Regions from separate parts of the Zea mays genome. Here region 2 is linked to region 1. Evidence: chromatin contacts called from public Hi-C data. All regions are on one chromosome and are shown on one strand. The core of a region is the stretch at or near the end of the contact, and the rest is flanking DNA. Distances in the headings are between cores, read along the strand shown.

The links. A called contact is a pair of places that touch in the nucleus more often than the background predicts.
Region 2: a Hi-C map of leaf shows a contact between it and region 1, with 5 times the contacts expected there. The contact joins the promoter of LOC103652527 here to the enhancer-like site in region 1. A contact is called at or near these places in 3 of 25 Hi-C or Micro-C datasets (bundle sheath, ear and leaf).

What each region holds. Positions count from the first base shown.
Region 1 is chr3:210,785,095-210,791,445 of Zm-B73-REFERENCE-NAM-5.0, forward strand. No RefSeq gene overlaps it. Among protein-coding and RNA genes, the nearest start is that of LOC100285785, 7.2 kb to the left of the region's middle. Within about 2 kb of position 4,922, at least 15 of the 20 cell types and tissues checked have an H3K27ac peak or open chromatin away from gene starts, as enhancers often do. A contact at or near this core is called in bundle sheath, ear and leaf, where this site is marked.
Region 2 is chr3:210,894,618-210,900,077 of Zm-B73-REFERENCE-NAM-5.0, forward strand. It overlaps LOC103652527 (mitogen-activated protein kinase kinase kinase 18), which reads right to left and starts at 2,781. Exons shown (of 1, transcript XM_008678087.4): 1 at 1,136-2,781. The coding sequence starts at 2,497. The coding sequence ends at 1,151.

The DNA.
Region 1 (6,351 bases), core at 3,672-6,171:
AGTACCAAAATGAATGCCAGGAAATTATAATGAATGCAGTAAGCATTCAGGCTCAGGATCACGTACTAAAACTGAACCTTTAGGTTCGAATGATTTGCAAGAAGTTGCAAATTGACTGCCATGTGCATTTACTATGAGGTGTCACTCAAATTAATCCTATGTGGAAGTGCCAGAAAGAGTGGTTACATGGAAAACCACTTAACTCCCTATTGCAACGACGTTGTAAATAAGAGGGGGAGAAGGATGGACACAAACTGGGATTAAGATGCTTGCAAGCAGCTGAAGGCAAGACCTTCTGAGATAGTAAATGCAAACCAACTATTCGTTGGTAACCAACTTAGCGTTGGTGGACACCTAAAGGATATGAATTATCCTGTGAATGGAAGACATTCACAACCTAGCTCAGTGCGCACTGATGAGGCTAGGTTATCGGAAGCCCTTGATTCTCGTTTTGGGATTTCACGACGAATCATAAGGGTGCATAAGAAAATGACTTCATGTCAACTGGAGAATTGTGTTATTTGAAAGCTACAAGTGTCGACACATACATCTTAGCAATTGTATATGCGCTCCAAGTGATCCAAAAGACTATGGCCATAGCAGAGCACGAGTATGCTCAAACTGGATCTTGTTGAGTGATACAATGTTGCAGAGATAGCCTTGCTCACTAGAAAGAAGTGTTGAATTATTTCCACTTTAAGGTATCTTACTGTGGATACAAGTTTGTTTTCATGGAATTGGAAACAATGAGGTGGTGAGAAAGCATGGCTAGTAGCAACTGGGTTTATACGCAAACCCAAGCATTATTTTAATGCTATAAATTCTCTTCTACTGTGAGTAGTAAAATTCCGATACAATATTATGGGCAGTAAATCATCTATCTTTGCAGTTGATAGATGTAGTGACAACATGTGCATATGTGGTCACTGGATTATGGTATTTATGGAGTCTTGAAGGATTCCAAATACATAATCACCAATCACAAATTTGCAATGCTTGGAAAGTCTTTGTGACTTAGAGCATCCTGGTCAAATATGGTACATTCGACCTAGTGAATCCTTCCTTCTGAAAGGATACACAAAGAATAGTATGTTCAATATAAATATGTGCAACATATTTCTAAACATACATTACTTATCGACGGAGTTCGAGATAGAAGATATGAATTGAAAGAGATTTTCAATTCAAAGTAAACTATCTTGAGTATCTTGGATACAAAAAAAAATTGTCTATATCCAACATATATTGAAGAAATTCAATATGAGAGAATCATTGTTATTTGATTCTTTGGGATCATGAGATGTGCTATTGTATCTTGCAAGAGCATCCGGCCGGATATTGCTTTGCAATGTTTTGCTAGCTAACAGCACATGAGATCGAGTTATGATCTCCAGGTGTACTCATGCTCTCCTTATGTTTGGATATAATGATCTTGGATATTTATAGAAGATCCCCAGGTACAAGATCAATGACATACTTTTGGTAAGTTGGACCTACTGTTTGATAAATGTTAATCAACAGAGATTAATGGTCACTTACACTAATCATTCTATAGTACACTTCGTGGGATTGTACAGAATGATATACTACATATAGAGGGTATGTGGTGGTCATGATTTTATATCAGTGACCTTATTATCTATGAAGATAATATTACTTTGTGTTGTTTAGATGAAAAACAAGTTACGAACTAAGTCTCTACTTACTCCACATTTTAGATGTGTTTGAGAGCAGGTATGAGATGACTTAGTGTTTTGTAAAGATCAGGGGGAGTTTCCCTCTTGATCGAAAGAACTTGTTTATACATCATGTTGTACTCTTTTCTTCGCATGAGTTTTTCCCTACTTGGGTTTCTCATTCAAAGTTTTTAACGAGACAACATCAACACAAGGTCTATGTCGTATCATCTATTTTTCCCGTAGAGGTTTTCAAGGATGATACATTATGACATAGTTATTGCTGTATTTGAACTAGGATATGAGTTTATATCCCTAGAGTTCAAATGGATCAACAATAGAGTATGACTACTCTCCTTATTTTTCCCGTTGGGTTTTTAAGGAGACTCGGCTGATATGTTGATTTCTCAGATTTTCTGACTAGATTATCTTGGAGAAATATTAGCCTGAGTTATATGTCTCATCATTTATTTTCCCCACTAGGGTTTTTGAGATGATGGCTATGGACATATTATTGTTCTTTGGGCTAGAGGTCCATTGGAGAACAACGTACCATGATTCGATTGAATCACCGACAATTATCTATAAGGATAATTGAGCTTGTGTTGTTCAGATGGAAACAGGAAAATAGAGATATGAATATCTTGCAAACAAAGTCTTGTGATAATCTTGTTGATCTATTCACAAAATCTCTACCATACTCAACGTTTTCAGAAATGTGTTGAGGTGATTGGTATGAGAAGACTTAAGTGCTTGCAAGGATCAGGGGGGGTAATTCTCCATGATATTTGACCTGTTTTGAACCATCATATTACACTCTTTTCTTTGTATGAGTTTTGCCTTATTGAGGTTTTCTCATCCAAAGTTTTTAACGAGGTAATATCAACTAAGCTATATGCTTCATCATTGACTTTTCCCCACAGGGGTTTTTACGAATGATGATTACAAGCATATTTTCTTTTGGAGTTCGTGTGAGATTATTCTCATTATCCAAAAGACATTGTGTACTCCTTATTTTTCCCACAGGGTTTTTGAGGAGATAAGATCTTGGAAGAACATCTAACAGATCATCAAATGAAGTTGGATTGATCAAGGGGGAGTGTTACAAAATATTACATATGTGATCAATCCAAAGGGTGCGACAGTTTTCCCCAAGGGACACACCTCTTGGGATACACCCCTTCACTTGTATATAAGTGTAATGATCTGTGGAATGCAAACAACGGTTCTGTCATTTGTCTCTTTTAATCTCATTACCATTGAGTATACTTTAACAATAATCTCTTCTGCGAACTGTCAAAATAATACAAGACCTCACAACTGCATCGGAGCAGAAGGATCCTCTTTTGCCTTTGGCTAGCAAAGAATCCCCTACCTGACGGTTCCTTTTCTGACTAAGAAATAAAGCCACCAAAATAGTGATTCTTTTGATACCTGCAGATATAAAAATTTAAGAGTTTTTTGTCACCTTTGAACATCACATGTTTACACCCGTCTATGGTTGGCCTCGGACGAATCGTGACTGCTTCTTACGTCCGTGGTTGGCCTCGGACGAGTCGTGACTGGATCTCTCGCCCGAGGTTATTGGCCTCGGATGAGTCGTGATTGCGTCTCCCGCCCGGAGTTGGTCTTGGGCGAGTCGTGACTGCGTCTCTCGTCCGGATTGGCCTCGGGCGAGTCGCCCTAGGACGTCGCCACCTGGCTCCACCGCCACGCCCCCACGTCGCCGCCTACGCAGGCACAGGAGCGTGGTGGAGCTGAGCGAGGCCAACTCCGGTGAGGAACTGGGTGACGACGACCTTGAGCACCTCGTTGTCGATGGAGAGGAGCACCTTGTCGTCATACTCAAATTCAATGGAGGTGAAGATGGTGGGGAGGTGGTCCCCAAGTTGGAGGAGAAGCTGTGTGGCGATGACGAGATCTAGGCATGGGCGGAGGCGCTGGGATGCGGGGTCCAGGGGCCGCAGGCGCCACCTAGGGTTTTTGAGTGGACCAGAGTTGAGGGAGGATGTGGCACCGGGTTAAAAACACCATTGAGAGAAGATGAACAAGCGCCCCTACTGACGAATATGGAAGGAGCTGATGGCGAGGACAGATCCCATCCAGTCATGATTCCTTCCAGGGCCGAGCACATGGATTCAAGGATGGAAGGCGCGGGCGACGATCACGGGCATTGATTCCTGGGTCCGGCGCGGCAGCTGTGGATCCCATCGGTTTCATTGTGGTCGTGGGGAGGGGGCTCTTCGCGACGGGCATCGCCAGGGTGCGGGGCGAACGGGGGCGAGCAACACGGAGATCTGAGAGGTAGGAGATTGGGGGAGATGATCACACTGACGTGGGGTAGAGGAGAGGACCGTATGATCAGGGGAGCGCGAGGCGTAGCCATGGTATCGCCAAGCGCCCGCGTTAGGTTCTTAGTAGAGTAGTATAGATTAACTTATTATAAGCTAACTTTTTTTATTTTAGTCATATATAAACAACTACATAGCAAAAACTTTTTTGTTAGGGGGCCATGCCCCCCTTGCCTACGCCAGTGGGTCCAGACACTTCATTGCCATATATATATATATATATGTTGTGACGAGTGATTGTCAGGGAATTATTAACTTTGTTTTAGTTTAAAGACTAACCATTATATGAGCGTGTGAACAATATGTCTCTTGGTTGTATTAGTGTGCAGTTGTGAAACATAGAGACCGTCGACATTTAGAAGGTCAAGTAGTGTAAAAACCCAAAAAAAATCCTATTTTAGAAATTTAGTAAAATTCTCCAAAGGTTTTGAATTAGAATATCTTTTAATAGGAATTTCCTTACCTTTGAAGTTACATATCATAAAATAAATATGTTTCTTAATAAAGATTTAAAACGATCCCTATATGAACTTAGTTATTCCTTCGTTGAATTATAGATTTATATCTATTATCTAAAGGATAATATAAACTAGAAATTATTCTTCTTAATGTAGCTATTTTTGGGTGTATGAATTTCATATTTAAAAGCAATTGCTTAAATAGGATAATAAATTAATAAAAAAATATATTTGCATTCATGCTGAGATTTTGATTGTTGCGTTAAGATTTGAATTTAAATTTGTGAACCCGAAATTGATTTGAATCTGGAGCGGAAAACAGAAATTAGAAAAGAAAATAGAAAAAAAGAAAAGAAAGGAAAGGAAAGAGGCCTACCTAATCTCACCTCAGCCCACCAACCCCCATCCGCGTGGGCCGATGGTCGACCCAACTCCGTGTGCGCGCCCGACTAGAATCCCCATCCGCGCGCGCGTGTCTGCTTCACCTGACGCCGCCATCTAGGCCTGGATTGGCAGAAGCATCTTTTGGAACCAAGTTTGTTGGGATTCACAGCCCTTGCGTCAAGCTCGTAACATAACCAATCGTATTCACCAGGAACAACGCGATGGCTGTTCCTCCCCTCGGCCAGGATTCATCCGTACACGATAATAAATAGTCGGGCACCGCTCCCCCCCGATCATCCATCCTATACCGCTAGGAGGCCAAGCTAGCGTGCTCCGCACCATAGCCGAACCACCATAGACAGGAAGGGAGAGGGAAAAGGTGACACCGCCAAGGCCGTGAGAAAAGTAGGGAAGCGTCGCCACCATTGCTACTCGCGTACGGTGTCGTCCAAGCTACATCTGTGATCCAAAAGTGTAGCCTGGTCACACCGAACATGTGTGCAGGGCTGTTCCTAAGATTTCAGGGGCCTAGGTGAAAACTTATAAGCAGACCCTTTTAACCCATATACACTATCTATATATGCATATATATAATTATAAACATATACATTGAAAACTTCAAAAATACTATTAACTAAAATAATAAAACTTGTTTGGCACATTGGATCCTCTTATAAAGTTTCTTCGAACATTATTTGATACAAAGACATCGAGTATGTTATTAATATTCATTGATGCTTTTTCAATCTTGATGACATGATATAACCGTATATGTGGATGTAATCGTAGCTTGACTCTCATATAACCGTAATTACTTGGCAGGAATTAGGATACTTGGGAAATAGGAAATGGTGTATACCGTATTCTAGTAAAGTGTTCGTACATTGCTATGGTTACTATTTATGATTAAGTATAGAATATAAAACATAAAGACATGTGTATTTTATTGACTAAGCGAGTGTAAATGTGAGTTTAAAGCCAACAACCATGGTTTGAGTCCTCATTCGTATATTTTATCATTTTTCATTTAAATATGGAATGCACGGTGACGTTGGGAATCGTGGAACTAGGCAAACTAATGCTTTAATATAGTAGAGACGTGAACGTGATCGTAGCTTGGCTTACGTATTTGGGTCGATCAACTAGCAAAGCGTCCGATGTTTGTTTAGGCTGATTAAATCTCTAAGTACTATACTTAAATATATACTTGAGTGAGGGCCCTAATATTTTGGGGGCCCTGGGCGGTCGCCCAGCTCGACCACCCCCAGGTCCGGCCCTACATGTGTCGCGTGTTACCAAGCAGGATTGGTGACCGAAATTCAGAGAATTCCACGTCGAAGTTGTGTGTGCCTGTAGATTTGCCCTACGTTGGAGGCGGGCGTCCCTACGACATCGTTGCTGGTGAGAAATTTCTCTGGCCCTAGCTAGCTTCTTCCCTGGGTATAGAATCTCATGGCATCAATTTCCGAGCAGTTGGGCACA
Region 2 (5,460 bases), core at 1,531-4,030, 110 kb after region 1:
CTACCGTGGCAGCAGGAGCTGGCCTCCAAATGCACTCACTCCCCCGTGGACTCCATCTATCTCTGCGCTCTCCGGTACCTTCATTACCCCGTGGCCCAGTCACATAGCACGATGCGTCCCTGACCGGCTGACCAGCGCGGCGGCGATGACGCGACTACGGGTAACCACCGCACCAGCCACGCACGCCTTCGGAGTCGAGACTCGAGAGAGCAGCAACACCTGTGTTGCCAACCTGCTGGTGCGTCGCGGGCGACCGGTACGTGACGGGCGGACAATCGGCGCCCGGGGTGGTGGCATGACATGGCATGGCAGCTGTAGCTACGCCTACGCTGACCGCCACGGAGGAGCGAGTAAATCATGGTGCCGGCTTGTGCTTTGACCGCGTACGGTACGGTGAGACACCCGCATAGCATAGGCATATTGCGCCGTGACGGAACCCATGATGCGGGGGTCGCGTCAGCCGGCGTGCCGCCTCGCCGGCCCCCCATCAAGCGCGCACCGACTCGGCCGCCACCCACCAGCCCGGCCGCATGACGCTGTGGTGTCGGCTGTGGATAATCCCGTTTTGCCCGTTCCCCGTCGAAAGGGGCAGATGCTGCTGCCTGCCTGCCTTTGCGCGATCGGAGTGCCTGCTTCTTTTCGTTCTTCGCGTCAGCCGATGCCTGCCCGCCGGCCGTGCCCCGGAGAGAAGAGAATCCACCGCCGGTTTCCCGGTCCAGACCTAGCCGTGGATTGGAAGTTCCAATATGAGATAAACAAACCCAGGTGTTATCGAACAAATAGCGTTCCCGAGTCGAACGAACCAGGTCATGCTATGTCGTCACGTCCCTGCTTCTTCTTCTTCTTCTTCTTCTTTTTTTTGCCTTGGCGTGGCGTGGCGCGAGTGTGGCCTACTGTAAAGACTAAGGCCTGGAACAAGAGTAAGAACTATTCCAGGTTACCAATTGTTCTATAAATTATACAATTATTCTAGCTGGATTCTTTACTGAAGCAGAATCCTGAATAACCGAACGCACCCTAAGAGAAAGCAAAGCAGGGTATGGAGGGAGGTACTCCACAGCAAGTCGACTACGGAGTATATTCCAGCCAGCCATGCACGTGCGGACAGCAAGTCGTGGCCATGTATCGCGTACATGAGCAGAGAGGAGTATCATGACAAGGGGAATCGAACAGAGCGGCACAACAAGACATTTGTGGGAACCCATAACTTTATTGCATTATTAACAACTACTAGTGGTAGATTACAGGGCACTAACTGACACGAGAGTACATGACAGTAGTGCGAACGCAAAATCAAATAGCGTTTCTTCTGACGCTCAGCCGAAGCATCCGCTGATCCTGGAACCTCGCCACCGAACGACACGTCCTCTGCTTCCAGTTCATCACCGCCGCCGCCGCCGCCGCCGCCGACATCCATCTCCCCAGCTGGCACCGCCAGGACGCTGGACACTTTGCCTGGCGCGCTGCGCGCCACCTGCACCGCGCCGCAGACCTCGACCCGCTGCTGATCACCCAGCACTTCGATCCACCCGTCCTCCCCGTCCCAGTCGGGCAAGGCGCAGGCGGAGCACGCCAGCGACTTGATCCTCTCCGACGCACTCGCCGACACTGCCTCGTCCGCGTCGTCGTCGTCGTCTTCGGCCTCCCAGAATGCGGCGTCCAGCGTGCTCTTGGGCGACACCCGCGGGGCCTCGTGGTCGCCGTGGCCGTGGCAGGGAGCCGCCACGAACGGGTGCTCAAGGAGCTGCGCGGCGGTCCACCGCTCGGCGGCGTCCCTGGCGAAGCAGCGGGCCAGGAAGTCCCGGGCCTCGGCCGACATCCAGGACGGCGCGTCGGGCACGGCGTCCGTGTACCCGATCCGGTGCACGGCGGCGAGGACGTCGGCGTCGGCGCCGCCCCACGGGGCGCGGCCGGTGGCCATCTCGACGACCGTGCAGCCGAGCGCCCACACGTCGGCGGCGGGGCCCTGGGCCTCCCCGCGGGCAACCTCGGGCGCCATGAACGCCGGCGTGCCGCCGAGCGGGCGCCGCGCGGAGAAGCCGGGCGTCCGCGCGCACCCGAAGTCCGCCAGCCTGGCGCGCCCGTCGGCGCCCAGCAGCACGTTGCGCGCCTTCACGTCGCCGTGCACCACGGAGCGGCCGTGGAGGTAGGCCAGCCCGCGCAGCACGTCCGCGGCGAGCGCGCGGATGGCGCGCTCCTCCAGCGCGCCCCCGCCCCTGGCCACCGCGTCGGCGACCGACCCGCCGGGGGCGTACTCGAGGAACACCTGGTACGACCCGTCCGCGCCCTCGCCGCCGCCCACGCAGCGCACCACGTGCGGCGACCGCAGGCCGCGCAGCACCGCATGCTCCCGCCGCAGCGTCGCCGCGCCGCTCGCGCCGGCTGACTTGACCGCGAACAGCTCCCCCGACGCCGCGTCCGACGCCAGCGACACCACGGCGCCCGACGCGCCGCGGCCCAGCGTCCGCAGCCTCCTCCAGCGCCCGCTCGCCGCCATGGGCTTCTGCCTCTGTTTCTTCCTTTCTGTCTTTTTTGCGATGTTCTTGGTGGTCTTTTTTTTGTTTGTTTGGCCGCCTGAGCTGGAATCGTGAGCCTGCCCTTGATGTGGGTGAGTTGCGAGCGTTTATATACAAAGCTCGGCAAGGTGTGGAGGAGGAGGAGGAGGAGGGGAAGTTAATTTGGGTGGGTGGGTGGATTAGTTTAGTTATAAGAGGCTGTTTGGTGTGCGTCAAAGGCTCAAGTTGGGTGGGGGCGGGATTAGGAAATCGGCACGGGGGGGAAGGCGTGGGTCGCGCCTCGCGTAGCCGTCGCTCCCTCCCACGCGCGGCAATTGGACGGCGTGTGGGCGGGCGCGACTCGTGCGGCTAATTAACGAGGGCCTGCGGGCCGCCTGACCCCTCCTGACCGGCGCGGCGTGAAACCCTTTCCGTTCCGCCAGCGGCGTCAGCGTCACCCCGTTTTCTGATTTTTTTTCTTTTCTTTTTTGATGCCATATAAACATGCCGCGCTTTCCAATTGTCTCGTGTTAAAGGCACCTGATCTGCGATCCCGAAAAAACGAGATGCCTGATTTGGAGGGGATCCCGAGATGGCTACCACATGCCAAATTGCCAATGATCGGTATTATAGAAAGCCTATTTATGTCCATGAAAGAAAGTGAAAAAAAAAACTACTCCCGCAGTATTAGCAAGTCTAAACCCGTAACAGCATCGGCAGCAGCCATCGGCTCGTGTTCCTCGTGTGATCAGATGGGTGGAGCGAGAGGCGGCACTTCTCCTGGGACAGAAATAAATAAAAAAAACAGGTATGAAACACGAGCGTGCTGTTGATGCCTGCTGCTACGTTCTCCGGTCGGTCGCGCTAATTAATCAGCGGATGCACCGGTCCAGGACCGTTTGAACCGGGTCCAGGGTGCAGCAGGACCGGCCAGGAGTGGACGTGCAGCGGCCGACCGAACAAGGCCAAGTTGCGACGCGACGACCCTCCTCGCGTCGTGGCCGCTTCTCCATCTCACAAAGGATACGGATCGTGGCGCCCCGAGAAAGCGAGGTCCAGCGGCCGTAGCACGGGCACGGCCGGCGATCGGGACATGCTCGGGCCGGCGGGAGGTCAACGCGTGCGCCTAAAAAAGGGCGCTCGCTGCGACCCGCGTAGAACAGAATTTACTGCTACCATGCGCTAGCGTAGGGAGGGGTCAGCAGCAGCAGCGTTTGCTCCACCAAACCCACACCCCCGGCGATCGTCGGTAGGTAGGCGCTTGACCTGTACTGCCCGCTCGATCGTCGGTTGCACCAGAAATGGCACACCCACCCACCCACCCACCCTATCCCAACAACACGGTGACGAGATCAAATCGGGGGTCGAGACGAAAGGCGGGGGCGATCAGCTTCAGCAGGCCCGTCGTCGATTCGGAAGCGATCGGCAGTAGGTGCGCGTAGATCCGATTGGGTAACGAACTCCGCCTGCTCGTGCTAAAATGCAAGTTCCACTCACTCCCGCCCGACCCGAGGCCATTATTCACACAGTGCCGCTCACCGCTCTCGCTTGCTCTGTTGCCTTCGGCTTTTATAGGCCGTGTAGCGTTAGGCCTCTGTCTCGTCTCGTCCCGTCCCTCCCTGTGCTGTTTCGTTTCTGGTCCTACAAGGTTCAGGGCTTCAGGCTGGTCATGCAGCAGGTCAACTTTGTGTGTTTCTGCCGCTGGTTTAGGCTTGTTGACTATTGAACATTGTCAACGGACAACCCCAATAACAAAAAAAAAATGGACAAGAGGTGGTTCACGAACAGTTCACGCCGAACTTGCCTAGGCATCGATCAATCAGGTCGGCGTGGTTTTTGATTCGAGTTCAAGCAGAAAACGTACCTATAGTGATGGCCGCGCCAGAGATGCTCTGAACCGCGCTGAGGAACAAGCATGGAAGCGGGCAGGTGGCTGGCTCCAGGTCAGTCTAATCTCGACAAACAAAGTAGCGTGCATGTTTGTGTGGAATGACGTCGCGCCCACCATCTATCAACTCACTCACCATGGCTCGCTGCAGCTGCAAAATATACGTATGTTTCAGTTCGGTTTGGGGCTCTTTTCAGTTCAACCAACGGAGCTTTGCCTTCTTTCTGAGCTTTCCACATGTAGGTTCAGCTACAAATTACCAGCCGGTTTTCCACCTTATCCTCGGCCACGGGAAAAAAAAATCAGTATATATGTCTGAATGTCTCGCTGTAGATCAGGCTAAAGGCATGCCCAACCCAACACATTCAGCCTTTATTTCACACTCGGAGGCGGCGTGTCAAACCAAAACAAGCAAAGCAGCAGCAGTGCTTCATCACTCGCCAATAAAAAAAAATTACTGTAGATCCCTTGCAAGACTCAAAGATGGCCGGCCTCCAAGTGCTTCAAACGTCGAACCTGGCGTTGACACAGGGGATAGGGCCAGGCCAGGCCAGGCTTCATTGCGGAGTCAACCAATCGACCTTGAGATGACTGAAATAAACAAAGTCCAAAAAGGAGCCAATTCCTCTTCCTCATCAGTGGACGTCTACGCTACATGCATGTACCGACCGGCGACGGGCGGCGGCGAGCTACTTTTCTCTGCTGCTGGCCTCGCTCTCGCCGCAGGGAATCGATCGACAGACGACAGCTAGCTAGCTAGCTCGGGCGGAGATGGAGTTATTGCTGTGTGGCTTTCCACGGTACCATCCATCATCCTCATCGCAATTGGGAACGCTAGCTCCTGGCCTAACACCATGCATCGCTCTCCATTAGCGCGCGCGCATGCTAATATTATATATATATAATTAAACGATGATGGCTCAAGAGTCATCACCTGTGCTGTGCCGGGTAACCGGATAAGGCAGCTCGGTAAGTTGCTGATGAACCCTTGAGGATCCGGCAGTTCAGCTTCAGCAGCAGCTAGCTAGCCGCTTTTGGTTGGAGCTGTGCCTGTGCGGCAGGTATTGTGTTGCCGCC